Regions from separate parts of the Mus musculus genome. Here all the other regions are linked to region 1. The links are chromatin contacts, called in public promoter capture Hi-C maps. All regions are on one chromosome and are shown on one strand. Each heading gives the region's core, a stretch centred on a gene start, on an enhancer-like site or on the middle of the called end of the contact. The rest is flanking DNA. Distances are from core to core; before and after follow the strand shown.

Region 1 (3,168 bases), core at 93-2,592:
TGTATGCCAGATGTATGTGTGTGTGTGTGTGTGTGTGTGAGAGAGAGAGAGAGAGAGAGAGAGAGAGATCCCCAGAGGTTCCCCTGGAGCTGGAATGCTGGAATAATGGTTATGAGCCACTTGATGTAGGTGCTGGGAACGGAACTCTGGTTCTCTGGAAGGGCAATAAACGTTCTTAACTATTGAACTATATCTCCAGCCCCAAGTACCCTTTTTTATCCTTTGACCCTCGGTGAGTTTTTCTCTCTTTGGAAGTTTTCCTGGCTCCAATCCAGGTAGAATTAATAGCTCTCATCTCGGTCTCTGGGCATATCCCTGTCTCTTTTTCCAGTGCTTAAAGTATATTGTGTTATGGTTATTTGTCCTCAAAACATATATAATAATATTATATATTTCATCGTTATGCCGTCAGCATTTAACTGGCACTTGACACAGCTGGTCCTCTTGAAATGTTTGCTGACCTTAAGATCCTGTTCGGGCTCAAGGCTGGCGAAGTTGATGGCGCAATACGGTTAATGAATGCGGATAACCATTAGAGGGCAGACTAATCCCATGGCGTTCCGTCCCAAAGACTCGCTCCTTCATTTATTCTTCCCGTGGTCATTTCCAACCAGAACTTCACAGTCCTATTTTAATGATCTTCCACACAAAACACTCACACGAGGTTACATCTCTTCTCTAGCCACCCACTCTCTCTCCCCAGTTTCCATCATTATTTGGGGAACTAAAGAGTTAACTCCACCCTCCCACCTGGTCATCTTGCTCTGTTAATCTGCGGGATCTGGGAGGCGGCGAAGAAGAAAGGGGAGGTACTCATTGATGGACTGGGTAACCCGGACTCTGGCTCGCCTCTACTTGATTGCCTTTTCCAGAAACCCTCCCAAACTCCTATAGCCACACACACCTTTCCCGGCCAAGATCCAAACAAACCTCTACTTTCCTCTTCCCTAGGAGCCAGGTAGAAAAGGGGGGTATAGGAGGGGGCGAGGGGGGGCAGCTTCCTCACACCCTTCCTCAGTCCTGGTTCCCCCGCGGCCTAGGCGCCCCGCCCGCGGGTGCTGCCAAGGGAGGGAAACCTTGCGCAGGGACAGCGCGGCGGGAAGAGGGTCAGCAATAACTGGCGCACGCGAGGGTGGGAACCAGCCATAGTCAGGGCTGGGAGGAAGGAGTTAAAGGACCGGGATTGGCTCCCCCGGCTCTCTTGTCGCCGAATCTGGGAGGGGAGGATTCGCTGCCTGGCTCGGGACCTTGTGGTCCCGTCCCCCCCACCCCCCCCCCACCCCGCCCCCGCCCGCCTCCGGAACGGCCGGAGACTTGGGCCAGCCGGACGCCCCTTCTGGCATACTCCTGGGGCAAGCGCGAGCGCACACTCCCCTTTCCTCGCTGGCGCACCCGCTCCCCTCGCTCTTCTTAGATCGCCCTCTCGTTCTCTCGCTCTCCACGGACTCCCTTCGGGTGCTGCGCTCGCTCTCACCTGCTCTAAAGCACCCTCCGCTCTCGGACGCTCCCAATTCCGCGCTCCTGCTCGACGGCGGGACAGTCGCAGCCTCGGCAGGCAGCTTGCTCTCGCCGCTGCGGCTTCAACCCAGCCCCCTCCCTCGCTACGGCTCGGGCGCTCTTGACTCCCGACCCTCGCCTCTGAGCCCGAGGACGGCGATCAGACCATGGTGACAGCGCTGCTCCGTCGCTGCGCTCGCTGAGGCCATGCCGGGTTCCCGACGCGTCCGTCCGCGCCTAAGGGCGCTGCTGCTGCTACCGCCGCTGCTGCTGCTCCGAAGCGGCCACGCGAGCGACCTGACCGTGGCCGTGGTGCTGCCGCTGACCAACACCTCGTACCCGTGGTCTTGGGCGCGTGTAGGGCCGGCGGTGGAACTGGCTCTCGGGAGGGTGAAGGCTCGGCCGGACTTGCTGCCGGGTTGGACGGTCCGTATGGTGCTGGGCAGCAGCGAGAACGCGGCGGGCGTCTGCTCCGACACCGCTGCACCGCTGGCCGCGGTGGATCTCAAGTGGGAGCACAGCCCCGCGGTGTTCCTGGGCCCCGGCTGCGTATACTCTGCTGCCCCGGTGGGACGCTTCACCGCGCACTGGCGGGTGCCGCTGCTGACGGCTGGCGCCCCGGCTCTGGGCATCGGGGTGAAGGATGAGTACGCGTTAACCACCCGCACAGGACCCAGCCATGTCAAGCTGGGCGACTTCGTGACGGCGCTGCATCGACGGCTGGGCTGGGAGCACCAGGCGCTTGTGCTCTATGCAGATCGGCTGGGCGACGACCGGCCGTGCTTCTTCATAGTGGAGGGGCTGTACATGCGGGTGCGTGAGCGACTCAACATCACAGTAAATCACCAGGAGTTCGTCGAGGGCGACCCGGACCACTACACCAAGCTACTGCGGACCGTGCAGCGCAAGGGCAGAGGTGAGGCTGGCACCCACCAGACGGCTGGCTCGCGCGGCCTGATCTCCGGCCAGTCCACAGCCTGGCATTCCGCCTCTGGGGGCCAGGCTTCCTCCTCTTAGAGTCTTGCCCAACTCCTACCTCAGAGTTTCTAGTTCTTTCTCTCTGCGCCGGGTTTGCATTCCTTCCCTCTCCCCCTCCCCTCCTGTCTCCCGTGACCTTCCTGCTGCGGACTTTCTTGACTTAAGCGCTGAAGGGCCTAGTTCTACTGCGCCCTCAGCTTCCTGGCTCTTCTCCGTGCTGTTTTCCCTCTAACTTACCACGTTCTTCCTCCAGTTACTTCTATTGCTCCCACATGAGCTCTCGAGCTCTCATGTCCCTTCTCTGGCTGGTTATTCTCTGATTCTTCCTGCAGTCTTGGTCCTCGTCTCCCCCCACACACACACACACACACACTCACACAGATGTACAGACACACATACACACACACACACACACACACACACACACACACACACCTTGCCCCACCTTCTCTTTCTTCCTCCCATTCCTCTCTCTTCCTATCCCTCATACCTCCTTCTCCCACCTTTCACATTCTCTTGACAAGGCCCAAGACTGAGCCAGGAGTTGCTATCCTTTAGAGACTACAAATCAGAATTCCCTCCTTTGTAGTACTTTGTGTGTTGTGTGTTCATTCATGTGGTTCTCTCTCTCTCTCTCTCTCTCTCTCTCTCCCTCCCCTTTTTCTCTCTCCTCTCTCTTTCCCCTCCTCTGCC
Region 2 (3,530 bases), core at 312-2,811, 140 kb after region 1:
ACACAGAGAAACGGTGTCTCAAAAAAAAAAGTACTTTGAAAATCTATATTGCAAAAAATAGAAAAATCTACATGAAATAGACATATTTCTAGACATGTGAACTCTAAAACTGAATCAAAGGTATATAACTTAAGCCAATGTATAACAAAATGAGACTGAAGCATTAAAAATAAATAGACTTCCAACAAAATAAACCCCAGGACCAGATGGATTCAATATTCAATCTATCAGATACTTAAAGAAAGGTTAACACTAGTAATTCTCACCTTGTTCCATAAAATAGAAAACAAATAAACTCATTCTTTAAAACCAGTCTTATCCTGATACCAAACCCAGAAGACTTAACCAAGAAGGGAAAAAGGGAGGGAGGGAAGAATAGAGTGAGGGATGGAGGGAACCTTTCTACAGGGCTACATAGATGGCTCAGTGGATAAAGGTGCTTGCTGACTGCCCTACCTGATGACCTGAGTTTGATTCCAGGACCCAAGAAGAAAACCAAATCCTGTGAGTTGTCCTCTGTCATGTCCACACACATGCAGTGGAACTTGGAAGACTGAGGTCTAGCAACTTGAGGTGGGAGAATAACTAACTGGATAGCCTCGGGATTGAACAGGCTTAGTCAGTCCTGTGTCAAAATCTAAATAAAAACAAAAAAGGCTAGGTGCTTAAAAGTACAACTTCACATTACCCTCCTAACAAAAGAAAAAAGGTTTATCAAAACTCAAGAGCAAAATAGATATTTAAATGTGTGACAAGAGCAGAGATTTAAAAACCATTCTCAGTGGTCCATACCTGTAATCCCAATACCTGGAAGACAGAAGCAGGAGTACAAGTTCAAGTCCAGCCTGGGAAACAAAGAGTTTGAAGCTTAGGACAATTTCAAATTTATCCTTCCTTCCATACACTGTTATTTCTTGTGTATAACCCCACAGCAGACAGCAGAAACACAATGTTATATACAAGACAAAATAAAGAAAAAGAATTTTTAAAAAGTAGCTTATAAACACTAATGGCTTTATCATCTGGCTTTTTTACTTCTTGGTAAGTGCAATCGCTCTCACGCACCCATCCAGGAACCTATGAGAATTCTGAATTAGAAACAGTACCAATTCCAAAAGTATCTTAACAAATTACATCCATTCAACTTCTAATGCAAATTTCTCTTCTAGTTATGCCCTTCCCAAGTAAAAACACCTCTGAATGAGAGCAGAAAGAAATCCAAAACAAACTCCCTCACCCTTCTTAAAAGTTACTACTACCCCTATGAATATGGCCACTACTATTTGTAAACCAGCACTCATTCTCTCATAATTGCTGAAATGCAAGTATCTATTTTAAGAAAGCAAATAAAACGTGTATGTGTGCATGTGTGTCAAAAAGATCTTATGATTTAAGCCTTCCCCCTTCTCCTTGCCCACAGCCAAGCAAGCAGAGATGACGTAGACTTCCTTATATAAGTGGCTGTGATTTCTTAGACTGCAGGCTTTTCCCTTTGTGTTCTGTATATGCTTACACACACGAGAGCGCGCACTCTCATTTCTTCTCACAACCCCCTGGCATGATGCCAGCACTCAGTCAGCTGGCTCATTCCATTCACAGAGAACAGTATTACAGCTAACATGGAAGAGGGGTAACAGGGTAAAATGGAGCTAGAACCATCCTGCTGTAGACAAAAGACATTTTTTTTTAACATGAAGGGGGGAGGGAGGAGGAAAGGGAAAGAGGGAAGAAGGGCGGGAGGGGACTCAAGAGAAAATGAACCTTAACAACACCCTGCCTATAGCATCATCGTAAATTCTGGAGTAAAAGCCCAAATCATTATAGCAAATGGATGAAGCAGAGGGAAAGAGGGTAAAAAAAAAAAGAAAGAATATTATATGAGAAAAAATTGTTCCATATTAGATTTTAAAAAGCAACAGTGTTTTATGACTTCAATTCCACCAGAAACCAGAGTCAGGAAACTGTTGTGAAGAACTGAAGACAATTCAGTTTCTACTTTTAAATAAAGAAAAAAGGTGTGGTGGGGAGAGAAAGATAGTTAAGGTGCTTAGATAATTTCTGCACTCTCTCCCCAGTTGCCAAGAAATTTGGAGACAAAGAAAAAGGGATATATAGACATAAAAGGAAGAAAAGGAGAAATTGATTTAGACTGCTCGTTTCTTCCCCCTTTTCCCCCCCAGCCTTGTGGGGGTCCCTCATTCTCCTTCGTATTGTGTCTTTCCTATAGTAAGAGGGGCTCTCAGAGATGGCCCCATGCAAAGCAGCCCCTATGAGAGACCTGCACAAACCTGGTCTCCAAGTGGATACACTGCTCTGCCAATCACGTGTTACTGTTATATTAAACAAAAGAAATAGGGGAATGCTTACTTTTACCCATGATGCCTAGCGGGGGGGGGGGGACGACGACACACCAGCTGTAGCCGGTTTATAACCTCAGGACATGAAATTATCTCTTAATTTTAAATAGTCATTTGTGGTACAAAAGTCAGTTATTTTTCCCATCCTAACTAACCCCCCCTCACCCCACCCCACTATTCTGGCCTACTGCCAGAATTTGCCTTCATTCATGAGAGCTAGTTTCCTTTCAAATCATGATGCTTTAACTGTTTAGTTTCCAAGGCTCTAAAAAACACAAAACCAATACAAAGTGTGCTCAATACTATAAAACAAAGACACAGTATCAACCTCCTTATTTGGTACACACACACACACACACACACACACACTACATACCCTCAAACTCAAGATCTTCCTGATAGCCTTTGTGAGTGCTAGGATTACTGGGACTTTAAGTCAGAGTCAAGCTACTTTTCTTCATCCTTACTTGAAGTACTATAGGACAGGTATTGATAAACCAGCAGAAATATTTGTCAAACTTTGTTTGAGACATGGGGTTCACTATGTAGCTCTGGCTGTCCTAGAACTCACTATATAGACCAGGCTAGCCTCAAATTCAAGAAGATTCACATGCCTCTGCCTCCCAATGCTGGATTAAATCCATGTGCCACCACATTCAGACCAAATCTTTTCTTAAAAAAAAAAAAAAAAAAAAAAAAAGACAAGTCTCACACTATAGTCTGAGCTGGCAACAATCTTCAATCCAGTGTTAGCATCCTGAGTGCTAGGATTACAGGTGTCATCTAACACACCCAGCTTCAGGTTTTTTTTTTTCTCTGAAACTATTTACAGGTCTGATGTAGCTCTATCAACTGACATTTAGGACAGTTGAAGCCAGAACTAACACAATCACAAGGAAGTTTTACATCCGAGTAGTATAATGGCATCTGCATACTCACACTTAAAGAGTTTTACTTTTAGCAGAGCTAGTAATGTGACATGTCATAAATACTAGACAAGAAGTACCCTGCCAATGAGCTATAGCTTCATCCTACTTCTGTTTTTCTTTCCTGTGTGTGTACCCAAAGCTTTATTTATATATGTTAAATGAACCCTTAGTTCCAAGAACACTTTTTAGAAAAAGCTTATTTTTATGTATAAGTATGTGTGTGAGCTTGCATGAATTTGTGTTT
Region 3 (3,454 bases), core at 271-2,770, 200 kb before region 1:
CTGAGTTGGAAGTTTGGAGTAAAAATGGAAAGATCACTACGATATGGGACCAGATGTCCCTAGGAACCAGATGTACTCCTCTAGTGCCTAAGGTAGGACTAAAAACCATCCACCTACCCCAAGACAGAAAATCACTCCTCTCTCTCTCACCCTCCCTCCTTCTTCCTTTCCTCCCTCCTCCTTCCTCATATACACACCTTTCATACCTATCCTACTAATTTTCAAAAAGTCACATCTAAGACATTTAACTAGAAACTAAGTTATGTGCACAGCATCCGTTTGCCTAGAATCCTCCTGTTTCCAAATCTCCCATTTGGGATAAACCAGTAAAACTACCAAGTCTAAGTTACAAACTTTGGGAAATTCCTAAATCCTAGAACCACTGGTTCAAAGTTCAGGGGCCAGAAGAGACTGAGAACAATCTGGGGGTTGGTGACCAGAGGAGCAGTCATGGGAAAGGACTGGACCATGGAGAACAGTAAGGACCAAAACAAGACAGTTCTTTCCAGTTTTCCATCCCTTCCTTCACCCCCAGGAAAGACAAGAGACTCAAACAGACCTGAGATATGATGACTTTATTCTGTAGACATATCCAGGGACCCAGCCCTAGGCCAGAAGCTCTGCTACTCCTTGTGGCTGTCTTTGTGAGATGCCACACCCACTTTTATCACCATCGCAAGGAACTCCTCGAAGTTAATTGCATTGTCACTATTGATGTCCAATTCTCTGAACAAGTTTTCGATATTTATATTCTGTCAAGAAGAATGGGGGGGGTGAGTTCAGACTGTATCAGAGAAAAGTAAGCGAGGACTATCTGTGGATAAGTATTGGCTAACTGCAGAAAGCAACTTGGAGGGCTAGCCATCCCAGCACCATTAGAAAACCCTGAGAACATAGCACCTCCTCACCTGCACAAACTGAGGACACTCAGTAGTGACCATTTTCTTGAAGTCATTCTTGTAGAGGGCATGGTGATTTCCTTGTATATTGGAATAATTGTGGTAGACATCAATGAGGTTGCTCAAGGCCTTCTCCAGTTCAGACGGCATTGTCACGAAAGATTTCCTTTCAACTGAAAGGAAAAGTCGCAGAGGGATGGGAGCTGCAGTTACTCACGGCAGGGTGACAACTGAGTGGGCATTCAGGTTTTTAACCCAAGAATGGGCTTTGACCTGGCCTGTACCACTCAGATAACTAAACCCAGAAAATGGCTCTATCTCTGATGGGAAGGGGTAGGAGAGAGCATTGGAGAGACTTTAGTACACACACACACAAGTGTAGCAAATTCTCCACACTAAACACTTCCTGCCCTCTTCTGCTAGACACTGCTAGAAGGCTCTACGCCATTCCACTTCCTTTATCCTCAAGCATTTGATCGGTGCTGGAGACTTCCCCACGCTTTCTCGCCCTCTCAGAGGAGGCTACTCTATCCCCCAACCCTCGCTAAGGAGAGCCTACACTGTGAGACAGTCACATAGCCCTACTTACACGATGTCTTGAAGACGGAGCTGACAAAGGATATGTGAGGCTAAGTGTCAGCTGCTTTTATAGAGGAAAGCTTGGCCAGCTGCCCACAGCCTCGGGCTATGGAGACAACGCTCTTCCCTTCCAGAGTTGCCACAGCCTCTGTTTCCTAACCAAGTCCATGTGGCAATCACTGAGTACAGTGAGCATTTCTGAGTCTGAGGAAGTGGGAGTGTTGGAACATTTACCAGACAGGAGTACCCAGCAGGAAGAATCAGGATGGGGCATGGCAATAAGTCCATGTCTAGGCCCCTGGCACCTCATCCCTGCATCTAAACAGACTCTCAATCTTAACCCTCTCCTAATTGGATCCATTGCTGATCCAATGCCTTCATGTCCAGTCTACCTCTGAACTGAACTGAACTGAACTGAACTGAACTGAACTGAACTGAACTGAACTGAACTGAAGGTGTATGCTTCTGTATGAGTGTGGGTGCATAGAAAAGACAACTTCTCCAAGTTCTCAAAGTACCAAAGACCTCAGAAACATTGCTGGTTCTAGCTACTGGATATTAGTAAAGTTTGGAGTACTGCTATGGGGTTCTATTTAGATGGGTAGGTACAGTCTTTGGAGGATAGCTGTATTCCCAAGAGTTGGACAAATTCCTAACCTGCCCGTGACTCTTAATGGTCATTCTGCTCTAAAAGCTAAGGATGTCCTGAGTCTTTGGATGTAATTCCTGGTCTTCATTCTGTCCACCCTCAGCTGCCACTAAGTCACTGCATGATAACAGTAGAGACCCTTTCAGCCTCTCAGAATGGTCACTGTACCTTTGTCCCCAGGAGCCTGGGATGAAGAGAGGAGTGAACTCTAGGATGGTGAGGGGTCAAGTATTTTGGAGAGTCCATGTGAGTCTCATGCCCAAGGGAAAAAGAAGAGGGGCTTATTCCCAGGAATTCATAGGTGCAATCCCCAAGCCCAGTAGAATACCACTCGAATTAACTGGCTGCCAGTTTATAGAGGTCTATGGAGTATTTCTCATATGGGTGGGTTTCATCCACATTATCTTACAAAAGCTTCATAATATGCTTCTCAGGAAGGCAGAGAGCTGAACCAGCCAATGTACAGACGAGGAAGCTGAAGCCCAGAAAGGTGGAGGGAGTCAACCAATTTCCCAGTCCAAGTGTGTCAGAATTGCAGAGTCCCTAGCATGATCTGACAAGAACTAGAGGTGATGGGGAAAACTCATCCCTTCTCTCCTTCAGATACCAATCCTGGTTCTACTTCAGCACCCAGGCCATCAGAGCTGTGGTAGCTGATCTTTCCTATTGGTTCAATGGGATTCAGACTCACCATGAAAACAAATCTCTGGGCATATGTGTGAGGGATTGTCTAAATCAGGTAAACTAAGACAGGAAGATCCACCTTAAACATGGGCAGTACTTTTCACAGGTTGAGGTCCTGTTGGAGAACAGGGTATTTGCCCCCTTGCTCTCTGATTCCTGACTAGAAACACACTGTGACAGCTGCCTCTTTTTCTGTCTGCCATGCATTTCCCATTCTGATAGACTGTATGCTCTGGAATTGCAAGCCAAAATAAAGCCTTCTTTAAGTTGCCTTTGTCTGGTTTGTTGTTGTTGTGGTGGTGGTGGTGGTGGTGGTGGTGGTGGTGGTGGTGGTGGTGGTAGTGGTGGAGGTGGTGGTGGTGGTGGAGGTGGTGGTGGTAGTGGTGGAGGTGGTGGTGGTGGTGGTGGTGGTGGTGGTGGAGGTGGAGGTGGTGGTGGTGGTGGTGGTGGAGGTGGTGGTGGTGGTGGTGGTAGTGGTGGAGGTGGTGGAGGTGGTGGTGGTGGTGGTGGTGGTGGTGGTGGTGGTGGTGGGTTATTACAGTAATGAGCCAAGTAACAGTTTCTTGGGGAAGTGGGTGAATTAACCTCTCTCCTTCCAGTTTCCACTGCCCACTAGATTCCAATAAGCCACTTCCTTCCACTA

What was found. Promoter capture Hi-C pulls out the DNA fragments that hold promoters and counts their contacts.
Region 2: a promoter capture Hi-C map of hematopoietic stem and progenitor cells shows a contact between it and region 1. The contact joins the enhancer-like site here to the promoter of Npr1 in region 1. A contact is called at or near these places in 20 of 39 promoter capture datasets (the 3T3-L1 cell line, the C10 cell line, the HPC-7 cell line and 11 more), 1 of 15 datasets of contacts at CTCF or cohesin (CD8 T cells), 2 of 484 Hi-C or Micro-C datasets (beige adipocytes and bone marrow), 5 of 115 datasets of contacts at active chromatin or transcription factors (bone marrow-derived macrophages, embryonic stem cells and intestinal villus epithelium) and 4 of 9 other capture datasets (adipose tissue, embryonic stem cells, liver and 1 more).
Region 3: a contact with region 1 is called in a promoter capture Hi-C map of liver. The contact joins the promoter of S100a8 here to the promoter of Npr1 in region 1. A contact is called at or near these places in 6 of 39 promoter capture datasets (the C10 cell line, the SN4741 cell line, cranial neural crest and 3 more), 1 of 15 datasets of contacts at CTCF or cohesin (the NIH/3T3 cell line), 1 of 115 datasets of contacts at active chromatin or transcription factors (bone marrow-derived macrophages) and 2 of 9 other capture datasets (adipose tissue and liver).

Annotation. Positions count from the first base shown.
Region 1 is chr3:90,464,040-90,467,207 of GRCm38.p6, reverse strand. It overlaps Npr1 (natriuretic peptide receptor 1), which reads left to right and starts at 1,342. Exons shown (of 22, transcript NM_008727.5): 1 at 1,342-2,413. The coding sequence starts at 1,705.
Region 2 is chr3:90,321,357-90,324,886 of GRCm38.p6, reverse strand. All of the region lies in intron 1 of Gatad2b (GATA zinc finger domain containing 2B), which reads right to left. Among named protein-coding and RNA genes, the nearest start is that of Gatad2b, 30 kb to the right of the region's middle. Within about 2 kb of position 1,561, at least 110 of the 459 cell types and tissues checked have an H3K27ac peak or open chromatin away from gene starts, as enhancers often do. A contact at or near this core is called in CD8 T cells, adipose tissue, bone marrow-derived macrophages and 2 more, where this site is marked.
Region 3 is chr3:90,667,137-90,670,590 of GRCm38.p6, reverse strand. It overlaps S100a8 (S100 calcium binding protein A8 (calgranulin A)), which reads right to left and starts at 1,520. Exons shown (of 3, transcript NM_013650.2): 1 at 1,489-1,520; 2 at 909-1,072; 3 at 557-752. The coding sequence starts at 1,049. The coding sequence ends at 624.